2 separate regions of the Anser cygnoides genome follow, and region 1 is linked to region 2. Evidence: chromatin contacts called from public Hi-C data. All regions are on one chromosome and are shown on one strand. Each heading gives the region's core, a stretch centred on a gene start, on an enhancer-like site or on the middle of the called end of the contact. The rest is flanking DNA. Distances are from core to core; before and after follow the strand shown. Region 1 overlaps FBXL7 (F-box and leucine rich repeat protein 7). Region 2 holds the start of FBXL7 (F-box and leucine rich repeat protein 7).

Region 1 (6,182 bases), core at 1,524-4,023, 120 kb after region 2:
TCATAGGGTATTTGGGGTTGTTGCTGGCTATGTAATCTGTGTGGCTTTGCTGAACATAATGTGCTTAAACTGACTGGCCACCATGTGCAAAACAGATATGCCTGAAAGGAGCATCTCTTCACCTAGAAGTAGCAGATGCGTTTTTCAGCAAAAGGTTCTAATTGTGCATAACTTCACCACTAAGCTCTGTGTGTGCTTTACTTTTACAAAGTGGACATGAAGGACTTCCAGAAGCACTTTGCAGGTCTGCCACTACATTTGGTCTATTAGTTGTACCATAGTTGCAGAATTGAAAAGTTCTCTGAGGCAGAGGCAATCTAGTTCTCCCTTGATAGATTTTTTTTCTTTCTCCAAGATAGGACAATTTGCTCTTATGAACAAACAAAAAAAATTCATAGCTGTTTGAGAGGCTCAGACCTACTGAAAACACACGATTCAGGCACAGCCTATTATTGTGATATCTGGCAGCACGGCTGTGTGAAGCAGCTAACTGAAAGCCTTTGATGCCCCATCAGTCCCTGGAGTGCTGCGGAGAGCAGACACAGCCGTCAACCAGCTGAAAATCTGCACAGTGACTGCTGCTGCACGCCCAGCAGGCTCTAATTAGATCCTAACCAGCCAGAAACACTTCTAGAAAAGTCTCTCTGTCTCTGGAATGATACTTCTGCCTTGGCTTGTGAAGTAATTTTGTTATGTGGGTATCCTTTGCAGTGACTAGGTGACCTGGACACTGGCCATTGTAAGCTGAACCTACTTCGGAGGTGCCAAGCAGGGCAGGGGCTGCGTTTTGCAACCTGGGGAGTAAACTGCTCCGTGTCTCAGCCTCCTTCATATTCAGCCACATAAAGTGAGGATAAATATTAAAAATAAAAGTGTCAAACATTCTGGCTTTAGGTCAGTGTTCTCATTTCTCCTAAGAATATTTGCAGTAAGAATAATTAATCATTTAAGCAGTCAAAACTGACAGCTGTTGTTTGATGGAGGAAATCACACAAGGAAAGAAAAATTGGCAAGAGGTTGTGGGAATACTGAAGTGGCCTTCTGCATTGTTCAAAGTGACAATTTTGTTCATTGTTTCCCTTGGACCCTCCTTTATCTTCTCACTAGTCAGCTGGTTAGCTTTGTGCCTGCAGGGTTTCAGAAAGGTTGGGACACGGGGCTGCGCGATGATCACACAATTGTGCGCTGGGCTTCGGCTCCTGTATTCTTGCTGTAGAACAAAAAGGCTATTGTTTCCAGCTTAATAATAAAGCAGGAAAAAATCACAAAGGTCTTTCCTCTAGATAGAAGGTTGGCTTAGCTGCAAGCGGGAGAGAGCTATGAAGAGTTTGTTCTGGAAATGGCTTCACCAGTTTGCATTTTCATTTCACTGTCTTTTACCGATGCCTAGAGAATGTACTCCATGATACAACTGCAAAGTCAGGTAGGATAGATTTCTGACTGTGAGCTGATGTTATGACTAGTGTAGCACTGGGAACTTATTATTATTATTATTATTTTTTTTTTTTTCAGGCTTAGATTTTTTAGAATTTTTAAATCCTAGTGCGAGGAGCAACCAGACCTTCCTTGTGTGTACGCTCTCCTGTCTGACTGAGGAGGCTTCAGACACTTGGTAGGAGCAGCATACCTCAGTAAGAAAATACTTAGGGACCTGCTGAGGTATAACAAGTAGTACATAATAGACCTTTCTGGGAGACATGTTCTGCTGAAGTATACTAAGGTATGGAGCCACTTCTAGGAAAATCCACTCCTGAAAAGTAATGATATAATAAAATACCTCAAATGTCATATATAACTTTTGATGGGTCAGCAAAGTTCTGAAAAGAGTGGCTGGACCCTATTTTTTCATTTGCTGTCAGACTTACACTCTCCTTCTTTCCCCCAGTCTGTTTCAGAGGGGCCCTATGACAGGCTTGAGTAGTGGAGAGGTGTCATTTGTGGCATGACAGCTTCTAGGGGTCACCTCCAGACTGTGGGATGTGGCTCCACTTGGAGGAGGAGAAGACAGATGCAGGAATTTTCTACTCTGTTAGACTGACAAAGGCAAGACATTAATATTTCTGGTTGCATAATTCTTTTTTTTTTTTTTTTTTTTTTGTGTGTGGACTAATGAACCTTGCCAGCAGTAGTGCTGAGCTGGCCTTTAGTTTCCTTTGATAGCATTTACCAGGAGACTGCTTAGGATTTGTGACTGATGCTGCTGCCACAAAAAGACACTTTGTCCATAACATGCTCTTATTCCAGTGGGAATTCAATATGGTTTAGCTGACTTAAGAAGGCACCTTACTTCTTGCTCTGTGTGTTTTACTGGAGAAGTTCTTGTGCTTTCACTTTAACTTTGATCTAGTCCTGGGCCAGAACAGGGTGCTATTTTGTTCTTCTTACACCAACAGGAATTCCCAACCATTTTTACCTTTAAGAGTTTGTAACCAATCCTGTACGGGTTGACCACACTGAAACAAAAAGACCATGCTTAAACTAAGAGTTTATTGCTTGTAAAATGACAATCAAAGGAAGCCACCAAACTTGAAGAGCTGCTGTATACTTTGAGTATTGCCGTGGAAATCTTCTCCAGTTTTGGGTTGATTAGTCTCTATTGTGAGAAAGCAGCATTTTCTTTCTACTGTTCACGCAGTAAGTGTTTTAATAAACAGTTGTGTGATTAAAGGCTCTGGAGGTGAACACTAATGACTGAAAAACCTCGTGGCTTCACTGTATGTATGCATGTAACAAAACATGTTTATTGATGGATAGTTTCAAATTGCTAGACAAACAGTTGTTTCACAGTGAAAAAGTGAAGCAAGCAGTCAAACAAAAACCCTGCTGTCATTTGGCAGCACTATCGTGAGCAAAACCTGTAGTTATGTTAGAGACCACTAATGTTTGGTATGCTGTTGGCAAACTGTGAGTTTTATTTGTGATGGCAGATCCCCAACTGTCTGTGTGCTGCAGCAACAGTTGTAGCCAAAATTCACAAACACACTTCTGCCTTAAAGCACTTTCCCTCTTTTTATATATGGACAGTTTAGGGTAGGAGCTGTTGGGTTTATGCCTCTTCTTGTCCTGTCATATTCTCTTCCTAGCTCAGTTTATAATTCCCTGGACTTTTGTGTGCAAATAACAGACATTGAAACTGCTGCATTGTTTTAGTCTTAATCAAGTGTTGTTGTTTTTATTTTGGGGCCAGGTTTTTTTTTTTTTATGTGTTTTCCCAGCATCTCTGCTCTTTTGGAAGGTTTTTAAGAGCCATTAGTGACCTGTGATAGCAGCAGTTCTGTAAAATGCTGACCGCAATTTCACTTTTTTTTCTTTTTGCATTTCTAAGGTAGCTGGAGTCTTGAAGGTCACGCAAACAGCAGTGGAACTTTGAAAGTGTTAAAACTGAAATTCTATAATTATCTTCCTTAGATGGTAGAAAATAAAATCCTGTTGTATATTTTATAGTTTTATTTCATAGGCTATAACGGGCAAAGACCCCAATTCTGGTAAACTTACTTAAATGCAGTAGTAGTAGGTGTTTTTGTCTCTCCTTGTACTTGAAAGGAACTGTGTATCAGGAACTGAGTACAAACATCAGTGTGGTCTCCAGTCCTAACCTGAAGTTTGTCCAAGGAAAAGAAAATCCCAGTTTCTCCAAACTGTTTTTATGGGATCTATACTTCAGTCAAGCTCTGAGAAATTAAGTGGCTAGTTCAGTTTCCACCTTATCTGTACAAATTTGTGTTTTTTCACATCGTTGTGACTCGAGTCAAACAAAATTAGGTATTTCTGGCTTCTGCTTCTGTGTTGTAATTGTGGTCAGAACGCAAGAAAATCCTGGGAGTGGCAAGCCTGCGAAGACAAATGCTGCCAAGTTCCTCGCAGCCTTGATTTGAGCTGCATGTGTACGCTGGTGATTGAGATAAGTACAAGCTGTGCTATGATGCTCATAGGAGAGGAGGGAGGTGCTGCTTTGAGCATGTAACACTTTCTGGTTGCAGGATTCTTTTTTCATGACTTTTTCCATGGAAAATTCTGGTTTAGGAGAGAAGGCAAACATAATCAGAAGCGTGTACTATAGGAAGGGAAAAAAACAGTCTCATTGTCAATAATCATACGCTGAAGATCACGGGAAGCAGTTGCATGTAGAAATCCTTCCCTAGGTGCTGTTCTCAAGTTGACAGTCATCTTTTGAATCTAGTGTCTCGCAGTGTGTTGTGTAAAGTAGCATCTTACTAGATATCAGTTGGCCACCTCATGTGTCTATTTATCGAAGCACTTTACACCATCCCTTAACCATATAGCTCCAATGCAGTGTTCCCAGTTAGTCATCCCCATCTCGCTTCATCGCATCTTGGCTTAAACAGGAGAAATTCTCTGGGGGCACAGCGTGTGTGTTTACCTATTGCACTGAGAAGAGGTGCCACGTAAATACCTGACTCAGGAGGTGGGTATGGCTGGGGATAGCTTAGAGGGCAGAGGAGACTTTCAGCGAAGGAGTTTTTTCTATTTGATTGCTGTGTTTGAGTGGGATCAGAAGGTATTAAGAGCTCTCCTGAAAAATGTCATCTTCAAATTAGTAAGGTGTAGCTTGATTTCTCTAGCCAGCTGGTCATTTTTGGTTTGCAGACTGAAACTGCTGCAGATAATCATTTGTGGCTTTAGAAAGCAGTGGTCCTCCAAAAAGAATTGAAAATCGCTGGGCTGAACTCCCAGCGCTTCCAGGCTACTGTGGGGTAGCTGGTGGTGGAGAGGCAGATCTTGACCGAGCAGGCTTCCAGCAGCCAGGCTTTGTGGTTTTAGCTCAGGTAGCAGAAACTGGTGTTCAAACAGAGTAGCGGTGCTTCACGTAGCCTTATCTTTCATCAGATCAGGACGGACTTGTTGCCATTTTAACAAATTCATTTAGGACTTACTGTTTTGTTATTTAATGCAGACTTGGCAAAGCATCAGACAAAATGGTCCTTCTGTTCTCCCTAGACTATTGTCCTTTCCCTCTAATCTTCCCCAAAGTCTGTCGCAGGATCCCACTTCTATTTTGCTTCTTCTGTCATTCTTTTCTCAAAAACCAAACCAACCAAACAAAAAACCCCTGACCACTAGCTCACCACATCTGATTATTTTGTGGGCATGGTATTCTGTTACACTGCTGCATTCCCTGAGACGGAATCACTTTGGAAAATGCACGTGGTTTAATCATCCACTTTTTTCATGACTATTTGATCTTAGATAACAGTAAAGTGTATTTATGGGACTATAATTTGCACCAGTGTGTACTCTTATGTAGAAAAGCTGTGTGTACTCTTTCACTGCTGCTGGATGTGCCCTTTCCATTCCTAAAGCCTCATAGAGTCTTCTGCCCACCTCTCATGGGTCTAGGATGCACCCTGTCCTCCTTGGCATTCATGGCCACTGCAGCTACTTACCCCATTGTGTGCATGAAGAGAAGTAGATGCAAGATAACCCTTAGAAGGGAAAAAACTGTAATTAACAGCTCTGAGCAGTTTTCAGCTGAGGAATATCTTTCTTTGCTCCATGGAAACAGCATTCCTCACTAACTCCATTATATCTGCAGACTTGTTGAGCTCTTTGAAAGGTCCAAGCTTGTGAGGTGCTTGTTGCTGTGAATTGGTATTGAAGTCATGGCAAGTTACAGCAGGTGTTACTTGCTTGCAGGAGGCATTAGGGATCCTAGTCAACGAGGGCAGGAAATGTTGGTGTGTTTATTAAGTTAGTTAACAGTTTTCATATAACTATAGCATGTTAAATGCAAGTTTTAAGCAAAGTGGGAGATGGATTAATTGTTCTCTAATCAGAAGTCTGTTATGGGAGGGAGGAAGGAAAAAGGCTCTTCTGTTGATTGAGTAGCAGCAAGATATGTTCTTAGCATAACTTGTTATAAAAGTGTGGTAGTTAGATCTTGCAGATCATAGAAGTTAAGGCCACAAAGGTCAGATCCTGTATTTTTTCTGTGAGAGTGGAAATATGGTTGTATCTCTTTCCCAGCTGTACATACAGCTTGCTAAATCATGTTAGCTAAATGTACATTGTTTACTGAGTTTACGTTGTTGAGTTTATCAACTTAGCACTGCTTAAACTCAGTAAATGAGTTTATCAATATATTTTAAGTGGCAGCTTCTAGCAGGTAGGATGGAAGTAAATGGAGAAATAAAATGGGTTTGTGGTGAAGAATATGGACTTTA
Region 2 (6,265 bases), core at 2,999-5,498:
TCTTTTGGATTATTTTTCACTTTAGAGTGCCCAAAAGCAGTCAACACAGATATTATCATGGAGTGTTCACAAAATATATGCAGCCATATGAACACGCTGATGTAAAAGTAGAATTAATTAGAAAAATACTACTTGGCTTCTGCTGTCTTTAAAAAAATACTATTTTTTTCATCATTTTATTTAAATACAAAGTGTGAAAACAAATGCTTAAAATGTCTCAAGTGTGAAAAATCAAAGCTTCCTACACAAATAGGAAGCTAGTCTTAGAGAAAACTAGTCTTAGTTTTGTTGCTGAAATTTGAAGTCCTGGGATACAAATGCCTTTTCAACTGAAGTTCAACATAAAGCTAGTTGGAAGTAGATGGAAGTTTTTCTTTTTTTATCCTTTCCTCCCTCCCTCCCTTCCTTCCTACCTTTCTTCCTTCCCTCCCTCCCTCCCTTCCTTCCTACCTTTCTTCCTTCCTTCCTTCCTTCCCTCCTCCCTCCCTCCCTCCCTTCCTTCCTTCCTTCCTTCTTTCCTTCTTTCTTCTGGGGGGAGAGGGGTGGGATTCAAAAAGGAAAACTTAGGCTAAAACTGAAGGAGAAGAAAAAAAAAACACACCACAACTGTGGCAAAAATTCCAGAGCCAAAACATTTAATCTTGGAATTGCTGTGATGATGCCTTATGGAAATAGTTCAGTTGCTTTCAAATTTATTTATTTTTCCTTTATTCAGAACCCTTTCTTTGGCTACTTCTTCCAAAATCACTGTGGTTTTATTCATGGAATAGAAACATGGTCGATCATGAGACGTGTAATGCACCACAGAGGGAGGCCCATAATGAATAGAGATGTAATGCAAACACTCCCAGGAAGGATTGTAGCAACACATTCAAATAGAAACATTTTGGCCCATAGCTTTCTTGTTCTTTCTCAGCCCTATTAATTTTTAGATTCCTTGCATTGGGATGGGATATAAGTCTAAGAAAAAGGCATTAATGTCTCCCCATAAAGAAGGAAAATGGCACTATAGGAAGACACATCTCATATAATGATAAATCTTTCCCACTCTTGTAAGAATAGCTGTTGATAGTACTCCATCTCCTCCCCTTTTTGGTGGGTACAGGGTACATACTGCTTATATTAAGAGACAACAAACCACAAAGTTGTTCTTGTCCTTACGGAAAGTACTTCCTCTCCTTTTGATTGTTGAAAATGTAGCAGAACTGATGTGCTTTCAGATCTTTTGTACCATTTTGAAGGCTAGGGTATCTTAAAGGGTCATTATAAAGAGTTTTGCAAAGGAATTATACCATGTGGCTCAGGGAGATGAGCTCAGTCACAGCCCAGAGACTCCCACCAGTCTGCTGTATTTATGTACAGATATACTGTATTTGTAGTTTGAGCCAAATAAGTAAGCTCTTCACAAACAAGGTATTGACCAACTGGAAGACAAGGATTAAAAAACAAACAAACAAACAAAAAAAAAACCCAACCACACAAGAAAAAGGCTACTCTGTAACTTTGTCAAGAAGGGGTGAAACACCTCTGAAACTGTTAAAAAAATATCTTCTTAGGTCTCATCCACAGGCACCATAATGGCCCTGAGCCCCAAACCATATGCCTCTGGATAATAGGCCTCCCAGGCTCCCACAGTGTATCCCACAATGAACCAAGTGTTTGGTAAATACTGGATGGCTGTAAGATGACTCAGCCCTAGCTAAGACGTGTAGGTCCTCTTTGAACTAGCATTTCTCAACTTCTCTGGGAGCTTTTGGTCTTATGAAGCTCTAAGATTGACTGTCCTAAATGCCTAGCACAAAAGGGTTACCCATTTTCAGTAGTATCATCTGTGACAAACACGTTTCTGCTGAGAGTTTTATGTCTTTGTACCAAAAGAAGTTCTGTACTTTACTGCTTCTCCACATGCCCTTCATTTCATTCTCCTCTGAAAATAGCGTAATGGGATGTACAGCAGAAATATTCAGTCCTTTATCTGAAAGCTGCTCCTAAACCAAGATCTCCTAAACCAAAATGTCCTTTCCTTTCTCTCTCTCTCTCTCTCTCTTTTTTTTTTTTTTTTTTTCTTCTTCTTTCCTTTTAGTTCTGGTCATGTCAGAATATTCCTGGGCTTTGTGCCATAAACTTGATGGAGTGGTAATTTGTTTGTCTAATGTCTTTATTCTTTACAGGTCTCCCTTGACGGTTGAACATGTCTCACAAAGCATCATTCCATGCTGTTCTTAAAAATACTTCTTGACAAAGGGATTCATTTCAACTATGTTGCATCGTATTTTGAGTTTGGAGGGAAAAAGTTGTGTTTCTCCGCACAGCAGCTCTGTTCTTTCTGAATAGCATAACAAATATTTAAGTATAGCTATGAACTTGGGCCTATGTAAGTTTATGCACCCTATCAATCTAAGAAATTTCTCTCATATACAAGAAAGGCTGCTGCAACCAGTGTACAACTTTCTGGGAGTCAGAAGAAGGACTGTTTGCCTTCCTGGCCCTATGAACCCCGCAGGAAAGCTTTCAGGTGGTTGACTACCACAGGATGCACAGCACATGACGGGATGTGAGGAGATGAGAGGTTGCCTAGGGAGCAGTTTGCAGTGGCTACTCCCGCCACTGCATTTCAGGATAAGATTAAGCACAGCTGGGCTGCACATGGAGCTGGGACACATGCTGGTTTCAGCACAGCTGGGGACTAGCATTGCCCAGCCGTGCCTGCTTGGGAGAGGACGACACGGCAGGCATGGCAGCAGCAGCTGCCCATTGCTGACTTGGAGGTAGGCTGCTGCCCTGCAGAAAGCTTTTTTTCTTTAACTCTGCTTGGGTGAGTTTTTAGCAAGTGTTCGGGAGGGCTTTTTCGAACCCTACAAGCCATACTGCAGGAGGAAGAATACTTTGCTGGCAGGCTGTGGGCCTGTATGTAGAGCAAACGTTAACCGTGCACTGTTACCTTTTACTGTTTTACAGATCTGAAGGCAGGTTGCTTCTTCCCTATGGCCTCAACAGGTAACGCTCAAAATGCACGTTCAAAGCAGACACTTGTGTCAAAGCCTGCCTGCCTTGGCACAGGACAAAGCTGGTTTAATATTAGTGGTTAGAAATTAACCTTTGAGTCAAGAAAACTATATTTTTAGGAATTCACATTGTCTTTCAAAGGAAGCTCAGATGGTAATCTAATGAGTCTGACCCCAGAAGGTATGATTTTCCTAGTCATTCACTGATTTGTGAGAACTGAGGGGTGTGTGTAGGCATCTTGAATCAGGACCAAAACTTCTTTGCAAGGAGAAGCCTTAATGACCTGTATTTGATGGAATTAGAGTATAATTAAAGTTGCCTGATGACTTCTTGGTCATTAGTGCTAACAGCACTCATTTCAGCTTCAGGTAACTAGCTCACCTCTTATTGAAAATGCATATATATATATATGTTTATTTTCAAGTTAAATACCCACAAAACTTCAGGTTTTAGAAACTTTATTCGTAGCGCTGTCAGTGTTTATGGTTTAGTGCTGCAGTTTCATATTCCATTTGCAAATGCTGACAAAGAGTATTTGCTCAAAATTATTTATATATTTTCTATTGTCTAGTGTGTGTCGGGATGTATTTTTGGGCCCCTCGCTACAAGAAGGACATGGAGGTCCTAGAGTGTATCCGAAGAAGAGCAACAAAGCTGGTGAAGGGTCTAGAGAAGTCTTATGAGGAGTGGCTGAAGGAGCTGGGGTTGTTTAGCCCAGTGAAAAAGAGGTTGAGAGGAGACCTTTTTGCTCTCTACAACAACCTCAAAGGAGGCCATATTGGGGTGGGGGTCAGTCTCCGCTCCCAAGCAACAAGTGATAGGACAAAAGGAAATGGCCTCAGGTTGTGCCAGGGGAGGTTTCGGTTGGATATTAGGAAACATTTCTTCGCTGAAAGGATTGCGGGACACTGGAACAGGCTGCCCAGGGAAGTGGTGGAGTCACCATCCCTGGAAGTATTCAAAAGATGTTTAGATGTGTTGCTTAGGGATGTGGTTTAGTGGTAGCCTAGGCAGTGCTAGGTTAATGGTTGGACCAGATGATCTTAGAGGTCTTTTCCAACCTAAATGATTCTGTGGCATTTAGGAAGATGGGCTCTTTCATATATAAGGCTGGGGGCATGCTGCTCCCCAGGCTGCACAGGTTACAGGCGTCCCTCTCCTGGGGCTGTGGGCTCCTCTCGCTCTTCTGTCTCCCGTGTGTGACTGCTACGTGGGCTCCCTTGTGGTGTCACTAGTGGTGCGGAGCACCCTTTATGACGGGCCATGCTCCGTTAGGTGCAGTTGGTAGCGGCAGCTGGGGCCCCCCAACAGCCTGTCCCTTGGGGCAAAAGAGCACGGGAGCGCGAAGAGAGCTGAAGAGGAGTTTCCATTTGGTAATTAACGAGTTTGAAGGTGCACTACCAGCGGGAGGGGACCGGGCGGCAGCGCCCGGGGCCCAGCGGGGCAGCGCTGAGGGCGCTGACTCGGAGGCCCAGCCTCCCCCCAGCCCAGTCTCCGCGTCTTTCCCGGCCGTGGCCGGGCCGGGCCTCGCTTCCTTCCCTCCTCCTTCCCTCCTCCCTCCGTCCCGGCGGCGCTGGGCGCCGGGAGGAGGCGCCTGCCGCTAACAAAAGTCGTCGTCGGCGCTGCCCGTCCTCCCTCCGTCCCTCCCCGGCAGCAACAAGTGGCTGGCGGCGGCTTCCCGGGGGAGGCAGCCGGGCTGCGAGGCGGAGGAGGAGGAGGAGCGGAGCCGACCGAGGCCGGAGGAGCCCCCGCGCACGGCGGCGGGGCCCCGTGGATTACAACTGGAGCCGGCCGGGAGCTGGGGGGCGCCGGGCGGCGCCGCGCCCCTGCCCTTGCCCGCGGTGGCCATGGTGCGCGGCGGGCAGCGGCGGCAGCAGGCCGGCGGCGGCGGCGGGGGTGGCGGCGGGCATGAAGCCGGCGGGATGGGCGCCAGCAACGGCAAGCAGTACGGCAGCGAGGGTGAGCCGCGGGGAGGGGGCTGGGGGGCGCGGGGGGAGGGTGTCGGGGGGGTGTTTGTTGCCGAAAAGCCGCCTTTTGTGAGGGCTTGCGACCCGCCCGCGGAGCGCTGGGCTGCTGTGTGGCTGCTTCCTGTCTGAGCAGAGGGGAGAGAAAAGGGGAAAAGGAGCCCCGGGCGGCAGGGGAGGGGGAGTTAATGCGCTCCAGCTGCTAGCCGAGCCTGGTCCTCCCGCGATTCCGCCGGGTTTGGTGCTCGGTACGCGGGGCCTAACCCGTCCTGCCGGGGGGAGGGAGCCCCTCGGTCTGGCTGGAGTTGCAGGGGGATGGGTCTCGGCCGATGGCGGAGAAAAAGGGGCCAGCGAAGGCGGCAGACCCACAGCGAGCACGGGGGGTGCCTCCTCTGTCCCCCGCGCCCAAAGCTTCCTTCAGCCCCCAGCCGTCGTTTGCACGCCTCACCCGACAGCATCCATGGGACCGTGTGGGGCACGCGTCCTGCCCGCGCCGTGCTCGGGGCCACTGCCTGTCCTGCCCTTGCTGTGCTCCTACCGTTGTGTGGGGTCACCACACGTCCCCCCTTTTTGTGAGGGTGGAGTGAGGGAGGCGGCCCTGCGACCTGCTGGATTCTCCGGGGGTCCGGAAGGCAACTGCCAAAGAATACACCTCTCTCACATCCAAAGTATGCGGGGAGGTTGTGGAAAAGGAAAGGAAAACCACCGCTTCTCCAACAGATTCTGCGGTTCCTTTCATTTGGTGCCAAATGAGCTCTGCTTTCGGAAGAGCTGAAGGATTCAGGAGCTTCAAGCTCAAGACATTCTCCTTGTTGCAGGGTTTGGCTCACTTGATGCCGTCGTGAGAATAACCTCTGTGTAAATGGGGTCAGCCTGGAAGCTGCGATCAAAGCCTCTTTGGACTGCTCCTGAAAGGGGAAATCCTAGGTTGTCCCTGGAGTTGAGTCAGTGTCTTGCAGTTCTTGGTTCTGTGCAGAAGTCATTGCTGAGGGGTTTTGGCACGATGACAGGAAGGCACGGCTGTGTCCCTGAGCTTTCTCGTGGATCCATAGGAATGCTTGCTTCAAAATATTACGGATTGAAGTGATGGGTTAGGGGTTATCTTCTGCAGCCCTGAGTGAAGTGGAAGAGAGCTTTAATGTTCTCAGAGAGCCTAGTAGTAACTGCAGGGAGGAGGCAGATCGGTGCGACTGGGATGTTCTTAGATAATTCACCTCTTCCCTCCATTCAGAGTGGAGTGGAGGTCAGCTCCTGGGAAGGCAGGCAGCTCCTGGCACATGTGACAAAGTTGTTTA

Evidence for each region. A called contact is a pair of places that touch in the nucleus more often than the background predicts.
Region 1: a Hi-C map of liver shows a contact between it and region 2, with 2.1 times the contacts expected there. The contact joins the enhancer-like site here to the promoter of FBXL7 in region 2. A contact is called at or near these places in 3 of 7 Hi-C or Micro-C datasets (granulosa cells and liver).

The regions. Positions count from the first base shown.
Region 1 is chr2:74,261,343-74,267,524 of Taihu_goose_T2T_genome, forward strand. All of the region lies in intron 2 of FBXL7 (F-box and leucine rich repeat protein 7), which reads left to right. Among named protein-coding and RNA genes, the nearest start is that of FBXL7, 120 kb to the left of the region's middle. Within about 2 kb of position 2,774, at least 1 of the 3 cell types and tissues checked has open chromatin away from gene starts, as enhancers often do. A contact at or near this core is called in liver, where this site is marked.
Region 2 is chr2:74,138,204-74,144,468 of Taihu_goose_T2T_genome, forward strand. FBXL7 (F-box and leucine rich repeat protein 7) reads left to right here and starts at 4,249. Exons shown (of 4, transcript XM_013179283.3): 1 at 4,249-4,379.